Regions from separate parts of the Sus scrofa genome. Here regions 1 and 3 are each linked to region 2. A link is a contact called in public Hi-C and HiChIP or PLAC-seq data. All regions are on one chromosome and are shown on one strand. Each heading gives the region's core, a stretch centred on a gene start, on an enhancer-like site or on the middle of the called end of the contact. The rest is flanking DNA. Distances are from core to core; before and after follow the strand shown.

The links. Hi-C and Micro-C count contacts between places; a contact is called where the count stands out from the background. HiChIP or PLAC-seq counts read pairs in DNA pulled down with a chosen protein or histone mark.
Region 1: a contact with region 2 is called in a Hi-C map of skeletal muscle, with 2.5 times the contacts expected there. The contact joins two enhancer-like sites. A contact is called at or near these places in 11 of 47 Hi-C or Micro-C datasets (embryonic fibroblasts, fetal heart ventricle, heart right ventricle and 3 more) and 1 of 2 datasets of contacts at active chromatin or transcription factors (skeletal muscle).
Region 3: an H3K27ac HiChIP or PLAC-seq map of skeletal muscle shows a contact between it and region 2. The contact joins two enhancer-like sites. A contact is called at or near these places in 1 of 5 promoter capture datasets (liver), 6 of 47 Hi-C or Micro-C datasets (brain, embryonic fibroblasts, epiblast stem cells and 3 more) and 1 of 2 datasets of contacts at active chromatin or transcription factors (skeletal muscle).

The regions. Positions count from the first base shown.
Region 1 is chr3:38,065,327-38,069,001 of Sscrofa11.1, forward strand. No RefSeq gene overlaps it. Among named protein-coding and RNA genes, the nearest start is that of SRL, 6.2 kb to the right of the region's middle. Within about 2 kb of position 1,400, at least 4 of the 83 cell types and tissues checked have an H3K27ac peak or open chromatin away from gene starts, as enhancers often do. A contact at or near this core is called in skeletal muscle, where this site is marked.
Region 2 is chr3:38,158,650-38,162,214 of Sscrofa11.1, forward strand. All of the region lies in intron 2 of ADCY9 (adenylate cyclase type 9), which reads left to right. Among named protein-coding and RNA genes, the nearest start is that of ADCY9, 43 kb to the left of the region's middle. Within about 2 kb of position 1,517, at least 7 of the 83 cell types and tissues checked have an H3K27ac peak or open chromatin away from gene starts, as enhancers often do. A contact at or near this core is called in skeletal muscle, where this site is marked.
Region 3 is chr3:38,269,720-38,273,270 of Sscrofa11.1, forward strand. The region is part of intron 5 of ADCY9 (adenylate cyclase type 9); the gene reads left to right. Among named protein-coding and RNA genes, the nearest start is that of CREBBP, 120 kb to the right of the region's middle. Within about 2 kb of position 1,337, at least 9 of the 83 cell types and tissues checked have an H3K27ac peak or open chromatin away from gene starts, as enhancers often do. A contact at or near this core is called in skeletal muscle, where this site is marked.

The DNA.
Region 1 (3,675 bases), core at 150-2,649, 93 kb before region 2:
TCTTAGAAATTCATGTATGGTTTTGTGTATATCAGCCATCAATTCATTTTTATAGCTAAGAACATTGCATTACATGAATATACCACAGTTTGTTTAGCCAGTTACCTAACAATGGACGTTTGGGTTATTTTAGTAGATACTGTGCCCCAAATAGATGGTGCCAGGCTATTGATTCTGTCACCACTGTGTGCTGTGGCAGAGTGGCCATGGAGGGACATTCTAAGCACGTGCCGCTGACCCTCTTTGGGGGTGGGTTCTTCCGGGAGGGGCTAGGCGTTCTTGGTTCCCGGTGGCCTCCTGCTCCCTGTTTTAAGGTCTATTTTAGGGCTTAAACCTCCCGGGAAACGTAAGTCCGCTCTGATCTCTGGGATCATCATACTGTGTCGTCTCTGCGAAGATCCTTAGAAGAAATTCCTGTCGCGTTTCAGTAGCAGACACAATTTCACTTCTCGCGAACAGTTGGTTTGTTCTTATTTTAAGGACCCTGAATTGGCACGTGATCAAGTTACACACATGTGAGGCCTTAGGAATGTAGTGCGGTGGTGTGCTTTTGTGTCAGCCTGGCCCGTGGCTCCATTTCGTGTGCCTGCCTTTGTGTGGTTTGCTTCTCCTGTGGCTTCCAGTTCTTGTTTTCTGCGTGCGCTTGATGACTATTTGGGAGCCATCTTTATGCTTTTCCGGCACAGGGTGGGTCGTGAGCAATCAGTGCTGCTTGTGCCCCGATTTGGGGGCGTCCCTGGCAGCAGAGCAGTCGCCTGGCTCTGTGACACGTTCGAAGGGCTGTCTAGCGGAAAGGAGGACCTTCCTGTGACCTTGGCCTCCTTGGCGGTTGGTGAACTGGCCTCAGCCCAGTAGGTAAAGCACATGCAAATCCTCCAGCCACCTCTTGGAGCTGGCTGGCCATGCCGTCCTTCTCCTCAGAGTTTGCTGTCTCTGGCTCTCCCCATCCCACCCGAGCCCACGCCTCCATCCCTTCTTTATCCAGCTGCTTCTCTGTACTTTGCTGGATGCTGCTGTCCTTGGCACGTTTGTCTCCCCCCCTCTCTCTGGAGTTCTGCTTGTCCTCCCTCGCCCTGCGAGTCCTGAGCAGGGGCTGGGGTTAGTGCCATTCCCTGCCTCGGTCCCTTCTCTCCTCTTGCCCTGCTGAGTTGCAGGTTCTTGCATTGATTGACACGAGCGTGTGGTGCCCAAGAGGAGGGGGTAGGACTGGGGGCTGTGGGGCAGGAAGGGCCCTGAATCTGGCAGCTGTAGGAAGGAATGAGCTCCCCAAACGGTCTCTCCCCCCACCACACCCCTGGTGTTGAAAAGGAGCTGGGGTGACAGCTGCTAAGTTGCCTGAATTAGGGGGCCTAGGTCCAGGTTTCCCTGGGTGCGGCCTGTTTCCGTGGCAGCCTCAGGATCAAGTTAAAGAGGAAACAGCGGTGCAGTGATTCGAGAAGGCTGTGGGAGCCGCACACATTCCAGATTCAGTTCTGTCTCACATGGCCTCCTGGCCTGTGGGGAGACAAAGAGGATGCTCTGAAAATCTGAAAGAGAACTGATGAAAATCAGTTCCCTTGCCAGAACGAGGGATTGCCTGGGATGGATGGGCGCTGGGGGTTAGTGGGGGGCTGCTTGTTTGCAATCACGGGGCGAGGCAGTCTCCATACTCAGGGGAACCTCGAGGTGTGTGTCCCTGGCTTCCTGTGGGAAGATGGAGTGGCCAGTGGGGCGGAGATCCGGAATCATGTGGCTGGTTCTGGGCCTCATGTGGCGTTCACACAGCAGTTAGTGTTCACTGGTAGTGAGTTCCCTGTCACTGGAGGTGTTCAAACAGATCCCTGTCAGCTAATGTGGGAGGGATTCCTGCATGGGTGGGGATTTAGGTCCTTGTAAGGAAGACGGCTTCTAATGGCTGAGATAAAGGGAAGGTCCTCTCTGGGAGGGCTGCTTGCTGCCCTGTGTTAGTGTCGAGTACAGAGCAGATCCAGACGCAGGGGCCTGCGTTGTCAGGGTTTTGGCCTTCCCAGCCCCTCAAGGAACTTTTTTAGGGCTGCACTCATGGCACATGGAGGTTCCCAGGCTGGGGGTCGAATCGGAGCTGTAGTCACTGGCCTATGCCACAGCCATGCCAGATTCAAGCCGTGTCTGTGACCTACACCACAGCTCACGGCAATGCCGGATCCTTAACCCACTGCGCGAGGCCAGGGATTGAACCTGCAACCTCATGGTTCCTCGTCGGATTCGTTTCCGCTGAGCCACGTCGGGAACTCCTCGAGGAACTGTTTGACATAGGGATTGATCTAGCAGGTCATTTGCCAAAGAGGCCCCAGACTGTGGGAGGGCAAGGACCCTTATGCTCTGCTGAAGTCTATTACGTGTGTTAGTGTTATGCCTAAAAAGCAATGTATATACTTTGGGGTTATTTTGGCTGCATCTGAGGCATGCAGTTCCCGGACTAGGGCTAGAACCTTTGCCACCGCAGTGACCCAAGTAGTGACAGCATCGGATTCTTAACCCACTGTGCCACCAGGGAACTCCAAGGTATATTTTCTTTTCTTTTTTTTTTTTGTCTTTTTGCCATTTCTTGGGCCACTACCGTAGCACATGGAGGTTTCCAGGCTAGGGGTCCAATCGGAGCTGTAGCCGCCAGCCTACGCCAGAGCCACAGCAACGCAGGATCGAGCCGTGACTGCAACCTACACCACAGCTCACGGCAACGCTGGATCGTTAACCCACTGAGCAAGGCCAGGGATCGAACCCGTGACCTCATGGTTCCTAGACGGATTCGTTAACCACTGCGCACAACGGGAACACCCCCTTTTTTTTTTTCCTTGTATTTTCTTTTCTTTTTTTGTACACACCTTAATTAAAAATATTTTGGAGTTCCTGTCGTGGTGCAGTGGTTAACGACTCCCACTAGGAGCCATAAGGTTGCAGGTTCGATCCCTGCCCTTGCTCAGTGGCTTAAGGATCCGGTGTTGCTGTGAGCTGTGGTGTAGATCACAGACGTGGCTCGGATCCTGAGTTGCTGTGGCTCTAGTGTAGGCCGGTGGCTACAGCTCCGATTGGACCCCTAGCCTGGGAACCTCCATATGCCGTGGGAGCAGCCCTAGAAAAGGCAAAAAGACAAAAATAAATAAATAAATAAAACTATTTTGTTGCTTCAAAATGCTAGCCTCTGAGCCTTTGGTGAGTCATAAGCTTTTTGCAATAGTCTGAGCGGAGGAGAGGGGATGGCAGTGCCCTGGGGGATGGGGGGTGAGACCAGCGCGGAGATTTCCCAGGGCTCAGTGAGGCCTGTGGGAATGTAGGACCTGAGGGTTTATCTTCAACTGAGTCCACCTTCCTTTTTAATCTCTCTTATTTTCCATACGGAGTGTTTTTTTTTTTTATTCTTCGATTTTTTGAAAGTTGTGATAAACGTATGTACTTAATGTAGAATGACCATTTTCACCGTACTGTTCAGTAGCATTAAGTATACTCAGGACGTTGTGTGACCGTTACTACCATCATTTTTTAAAAATTACTCAATGAATTTTGTTACGTTTATGGTTGTGCAACAATCATCACGACCAAATTTTAGAGCATGTCCATCCCAAACCCTCAGAGCGTCCCCCCAGCCCCCACCTGTCTCCTTTGGAAACCATAAGTTTTTCGAAGTCTGTGAGTCAGTATCTATTCTGTGAAGAAGTT
Region 2 (3,565 bases), core at 267-2,766:
TTCTCTACTCGTCTATATATTTAGATCCACCCACCCACCCATCCATCCATCAACCCGCCCACAGAGAGATTTAGTTTAAGGCATTGGCCCACATGATTATGAGGGCTGGGAAGTCTGAGGTCTTCGGAGCAGGTGGCAGGCTGGAGACCCAGGGAGAGTTGACATTGAGGCCAAACAGGGCATCTTTAAGTGCAGTCAACCCTTTAAGCAGTGCCGGGCCTCCCCTCCCCATCTGCCTGGCTTGGGTTCCTGTGGCTTCTCTAACCCTCTCTCTGTTCTCCGCACACACTCCCAACCCCCTTCCCTGACGGGTACATTCCTTCCCCTGCCCTCCCCATGGGGTTCATTGAATGGATGGGAGAAGCCCTGGGTTTGTGAGTCAGGCAGATCCAGGTTCAAGTCCAGAGACTCTGTTCCTAGCTGGTGACCCAGAACGAGGTCCTTCTGCTCTGCGCCTTGGGCCCCACTCTGAGGTGGTGACGTCCCAACTCTCGTCCCTGTGAAGCGCCTGCAGGGTGGATGCCTCCCTGGCTCGGCATCCTTTTCTCTCCTCCCTCCCCTGCCCTCCCTGCCAGGGAGCCCCGCTCCCAGCTGTGCCCAGGGGTTGGGTGCCTCAGTGCTGGTGTGTCAGTCGGAGTCTCCCGAGAATGTGTATTTACAGATGTGTATTTACAGAGGGGGTTGTGGGGACTGGAAGGTCAGAAATCCACAGGCGAGGAGGCCAGCAGGCTGGAAAGTCTGTCGGGTGAAGGCAGAATTCCTTCCTCCTTGGGTCGGGGAGGGGGGAACCTCAGCCTTGTCTCTGAGGGCCTTCGACTGATCGGACGAGGCCCACCCACCCCAGGGAGGGTGATCGGCTTGACTCTGAGGCCGTCGATTCACATGTGAAGCACGTCTCCAAATTACCCGCAGAGCAACATCCAGACTGATGTTTGAGCAGATGGCTGGGCATCTGCCCTCTCTTGTGTGAGGCTCACCTCCAGTGTGGCTGGTGTGCCCTGGCTCACGTACCATGTCCTGTGTCACGTGCTTTCCTTGGCTTGTTTGATGTCGTCCTCATAACAGCTGTATGTTGTAGGTCCTGTTTTGAGCTTGAGTTTAGAGAGACGAGATCTTCGTTCGAGAGAGGTTAAGTAGCTAGCCTAAGGTTGCACAGCAAGCTGTGGAGCTGGGGTTTGAAGCCAGGCAGTTCCATGGCAGAGCCCACTGCCTTAGCCTCACACGGGCCTGCCGACTCTTCCAGAATCCCCAAGAGCCCCCACCCCCTTCCCTGAGCCCTGCTGGGACTTGCAGGTCTCAAGCCATTTCCCTTCTCTGCCCATGCTGTCTCTCCCCTCCCTGCTGGGGGCAGGTGGCAGTGGGTTGAATGTGACTGCAGCCCAGAATTGCCTGCGGTCAGACCTCTCTGACTCCGCTTTGAGTCAGGGAGGAAGGAGAGCTGCCAGCTCTCTGCCGTGTCCCTGTCCTGGCAGCCAGGGCCCTCCCCCATGGCCACCATCCCTGGCTGGGCCCTGGCGGGACCACAGTCTTGCAGATGGCACTGTGGGCACAGGCACAGCTGATAAGGCTGCAGGAGGAAGACCAGCTCTGGACCGCTGAGTCAAACGAGGTCCCTCCCGCAGGGCCCTGCGGCCTGGCGGCAGCTCAGGCAGTTAACACAAACTTCCGCCTTCTCGGGATACTTAAGCAGCCCAGGAAGGAGGTTTTACGCTGTCCTGGCAATGCAGCTGGGGCCTGTGGCATCAGCATTCTTCCCCCAGCCTCCCTGATCTCTGCCCTGCCCGGCACTGCCCTGGGTTTGTGCGCTGCCCTGGATACCAGCTTGCTGGCCCTGTTCCCTGGTTCTTGGCTGTCCTGACCAAGGCTTGTGGCTGCAGCAGCTGCCGCTGCACCCCTGTCCCCACTGAAGAACAGGGTGACAGTGACAGCCTAAACCTGCCTCCTTCCGTAGTGGGTTCAGTAGTGTCCCCCTAGCTCCTGACCCCTGGGAACGTCTTTGGAAAACAAGACCTTTTTTGGTCTTTGTAGATGTCATTAGCTTGAGATGGTGAGCTCTTCTTGAATTGCCTGGGTAGGCCCTAACTTCAGTGACAGGTGTCCTTGTGAGGGTGAGGCAGGGAGCTCCCATTGTGGCCCAGCAGGTTAAGAACCCAACTAGTATCCCTGAGGACATGGGTTTGATTCCTGGCCTTGCTCAATGGGTTTAGGATCTGGTGTCGCTGTGGCTGTGGTGGAGGCCGGCAGCTGCAGCTTGGATTCCACCCCTAGCCCGGGAACCTCCATATGCCATGGATATGGCCCTAAAAAAAAAAAAAAAAAAAAAAAAAAGAGGAAGAGGGGCCAGAGGATGGAGGCAGAGATTGGACCCCTGCAGCCCCCACCCCAAGGAACATCAGGAGTCCCAGGAGCTGGAGAGACGAGGAAGGAACCGCCTCCAGAGTCTGCACAGCCTGCTGACACCTCGATCTTGGAACCGTCCCTCCAGAGCCATGAGAGGATGAAATCTCTATTGTTGTAAACTCCCGAATTGGTGGTATTCTGTTCCAGCAGTCCTTGGTCATGTGTGCGGGGCCCGGGGAGCAAGGCTGCTCCTGCCTGGCCTTGGAGCTCGACTCTGATGCCTGGACGTCCCAGGGCCCAGTAGAAACTAGCAGACGGAACTGGAGTAAATTGAATGCCACCGACTTTTATTTATTTACTTATTTATTTATTAGGGCCACGCCTGTGGCACATGGAGGTTCCCAGGCTGGGGGTCCAATTGGAGCTGCAGCTGCGGGCCTCCACCACAGCCACAGCAACGCTGTGGGATCTGAGCCACGGCTACGACCTACACCACAGCTTGTGGCAACACTGGATCCTTGACCCACTGAGTGAGGCCAGGGATTGAACCCAAGTCCTCATGGATACTAGTCCGGCTCGTGACCCCTGAGCCATGATGGGAACTTCCTAAATGCCACCGACTTAGAAGGTGGCCGTCAGGGACTCACCTGAGTTCAGATCCTTCCTGGAGTATTTGTTGGTTCAACTTTTCTTCTTCAAAGTATGGGTGGGACTTGAGTGAGGTAATCCATGGAAAATGCCAGACCCAGAGCAGGTGATAGTAAAAGTGCTTGTCACTGTTAGGGTGGAGCAGAGAGAAGAGTGAGCTAGGACGCCTGGGACTCAAGACCCTCCTGGGCACTGGAATGGCTCTGGGACCTGCAGGATCGGCCCCTGTCTCGTGCCTGCCTCTGTCCTGTCCCCCATCATGTGGCACCGTTGTGAGAATCAAAGAGGAAGGCGTATAGGTACCAGCCTCTTGCCAACCCGAGATGCCTGTATCGTGATTGACACGGTGTTTGTGCGTGTCCTGTTGCGTTTGTACCTTGTATCTTTGCATGTGCCTTCGTGTGACTCAGGAAGAGGGGAAGAGGTGGTTTCCAAGCTTTAAATATTTCCAGTATTTAAAATGTGCTTAAAGCACCTTGGCTTTCAAACAGGCAGAAGCAAACTGCAGACGCACGTTCCCCGTTCGGCGGCCCTGGAGTCTGCAGCTGGGTTCCTCTCCCCTCTGTCCCCTTGTGAT
Region 3 (3,551 bases), core at 87-2,586, 110 kb after region 2:
AAGGGCCTGTCACCTCTGTGGGGTCCTTCCCTCATCCTAAAGCACAGTCCACTCGTGAGAAAAGAGACATATCCAAATTCAAGGACAGTTTACAGAATGCCTGACCAGGACACTTCAAAAGTGACAGGGCCGCCAAAGACAAGGGAAGGCTCAGGCCTTGTCCCAGACAGGAGGAGACGAAGGGGACACAGCGCTCCAAGCACGTGAGCTCCCAGGACAGAAAGGGGACGTCTGGGAGGGGCCCGGTGTGGTTCGTAGCACGGAGTCCAGGTTCGCTCCTTCGTTTTCATAACTGACCACAGTTAGTATAAGAGGCTAACATGAGGCGAGACTGGTGGGGGCCGTGGGGGGGCGTGTTGGAGAGGGAGGCCGGGGGTGGCCGTGTCAGGGGTGGGGAGGCTGGAGGTGGCTGTGCGGGGTACTCTCTGAACTGTCTTTCCCACTCTAAGTCCAAAATTGTTTCAAAATAAAACCTTTTAATATGTGTGTATAAAAATTTTGGTTTGTTTCTATACATTTGTGATGTGATATAAATATACTTGTTATGGTTACATTCTGTGTGACACGTGACTTGGAAAGGGAGGGACAGCTCAGGTGATTGGCATCAGGTAGTGCAGTGTTGCACATAAAAAACATCTTCCCAGAAGTTTCCACTGTGGCTCAGCAGGTTAAGAACGCGATGAGGATCCATGAGGATGATGGTTGGATCCCTGGCCTTGCTCACTTGGTTAAGGATCCAGCATTGCCACAAGCTGTGGTGTGGATCACAGACTCGGCTGGGATCCTGAATTGCTGTGGCTGTGGTGGAGGCTGGCAGCTGCAGCTCCAATTCAACCCCCAGCCTGGGAACCGCCATGGGCCACAGGTGCGACCTTAAAAAGACAAAAAGGAAAAAAGAAAAAAGAAATTTCCCCCAGTACCAAATATTTCCTGACTTTGACTTTCTGATGAGACGGCACGGCAGCGTGGGGACACTGTCCTTGCCCATCAGCCTCGGTCATTAACCTCGGCTGTCGTTGAGGGCTCAGGAGCCGGAGCCGTGGTCCCCTGCTCTGCACTCCGTGACCTGGTGACTTTGTGCCGGCGTCTTGCAGACGTGTGCTTTGTTTGTTGTTCTGTCTCTAGCATTCTCGGGCTGTCTGCCTTCTGTTCTTACAGCTTCTGGATGCCTTTCTTGCTCTGTAATAATTACTGCCTCTCTTTTCCTCTAATACTTGGCTTCTACTTTTTGTAGGCTTTTGTTAGCAGAAATCATCTGTTTAGGAGTATGCATGCCTGTGCCTGATCCACTAGCCCAGGGGGCATGCCTGGCTCACCCGGGGCAGGTCGCGGCCTGGGTGGCTCCTGTTCCTTGGAGAGTCACGTGTGAAGGTGGGGTCCAGGGCAGGGGTGCTGCTCGGGCTCCAGCATCCCTCTGCCATTCGCTAGCGCCTTCTCTCTCGGCCTCCGTTCCCTCTTGTGTTAAGTGGGCTGATCACGCTGCTTCCCAGGTGCTTTTGAGGAGCACACAGAGTAAAGCAGGAAAGAGCTTGGAAGCCAGAAGGGACCTCAGGAAGTCGTATTTGCCACTGTTGCCCCATCCGCCGGTTTCAACCTGGGTTCTGAGTTTGGGAAGCAGGGTCTGCCTCCCCTGGTCCTGGGACAGCTCGCTAAGCAGTCTTGTTCCGCAGATCGAACAGGCAAAGCAGAACTTTTCTGATGTTGTTTCCGCCTCTTTTCTCGGAAAAGAGATTTCCCTGCTCCCTCCCTTGACAGTTATGAGAAAGGACAGCTGTTGGCTTAGAAATGATTTCTCTTGTCAAGAGAAATAGCCTGGAAGAAAGAACTGTTTGAGAGCTCTGTGCCATGTATGCCAAACAGAATGTAGGGTACGTGTGTTGGAAGGTGTTAAAAGCAAATGCAGGCGCTCCCAAGTGTGTTGGAGAAACAGCCGTGATCTTCGGCAGAGCCCGTGCCGTTCCTGGAGGACACGGCACCGGCTCTGGGGCTGCTCCGGGGGATGCTGGGCTCCCAGGCAGCGGCCAGCACACGCCTTGGCTCCAAGAGTCCTCTGTCTTAGGAGCCAGAGCTGGTGTTGGTGAAGCTTCCCTTGGTTCCAGGATCCACTGGTGCCACTTAAAGGAAGCTGGAGGGGTCATCACTGCCGGGGTCCCTTCACGGGAACAAGGCAGAGGAGACCAAAGCGCCAGGCTTATTCCCAGGCCCTACCGTGCCCAGAAACGAGGCCAGAGAGGCTGCCTGGTGGCCAGGCCAGAAGTCGACCCCTGCCATCGATGGTCACTCCTGCCTCGCAGTTTCCATTCGGGGATTTATGGAGAGCAGGCCTGCGAGGCTGCGGACATCGCGTGAGTAAGGACCTGATGTTCTTTGTTGACATGTCCTCAGCTCCAAGGCGCTTCCAAGCCACAGCAGCTGCTGTCATTAGAACAGTGACTTTGGGAGTCATGTCTCAGAGGGTTAAGAACCTGACTAGTATCCATGAGAATGTGGGTTCGATCCCTGGCCTCGCTCAGTAGTGAAAGGATCCAGGGTTGCTGTGGCTGTGGCTGTGGCGTAGGCTGGCCCCTACCCTGGGATTTGACCCCTAGCCTGGGAACTTCCATATGCCACAGGTGCAGCGCTTAAAAAGAAAAAAAAGAGAGAGAGATACCTAAAAATAAGCGGCTGGGCAAGAGTGGACTTGCAGTGGCTGTGACCAAGGACTTCGAATGACCAGAGGCAGCAGTTTCAGAACCAGAGAGAACAGTGACCGGAAGTTTCAGGACCAGCGTTTACGGAGCACTTGCCAACACATCAGGCGTGTGCGGAGCCAAGCTTGGTCCGTGCACACTCACTCGTGCCAGCCCTCTCCCGAGGTGGATGTCACCAGTCCCCACGCTCCCCTCCCCCAGGCCAGAACGTGGCCTCATCACCCTTCTCAATTCCACCTTTGAGGAGGCCAGTGCCAGGGGGTTAGAGCTGACCTGAAATGCCTCTGGCAGGCTTTGCGTGCATGTCCTCTTTCTGCGCTTAGGATGATTTTTCCAGGGAGCTGTAATCCTGTTTTACAAAGGAGGAAACTGAGGCTCAGAGTGATTCGCATACTAAGTGGCGGAACCAGGATTCAGTCCAGGACAGTCTGATTTCAAAGCCAGTGCCTTTATTTAAAAATATATATGTATTCATGGTAGTCGATTTACAATGTTGTGTTAATTTCCACCGTGCAGCAAAATGAGTGAGTTACACATATACACATATGCATATTCTTTCTCAGACTCCTTTCCCTTATGGTTTAACACGGAACATCGAATACAGTTCCCTGAGCTCTGCAGTCGGACTTTGTTTACCCATCCTGCTCACCCTGGACTCCCGGTCCATCCCTTTCCCACCCTGTCTCCCCCCTGGGGAGACCCACAGGTCTGTTCTCTAGGTCTGTGAGCCTGTTTCTGTTTCATGGAGAAGCTCATTTGTGTCATAGGTTAGATTCTACAGCGAAGTGATATTATATGGTATTTATCTTTCTCCTTCTGGCCAAATAGTATTTCATTATATATATATGTAATGTAATATGT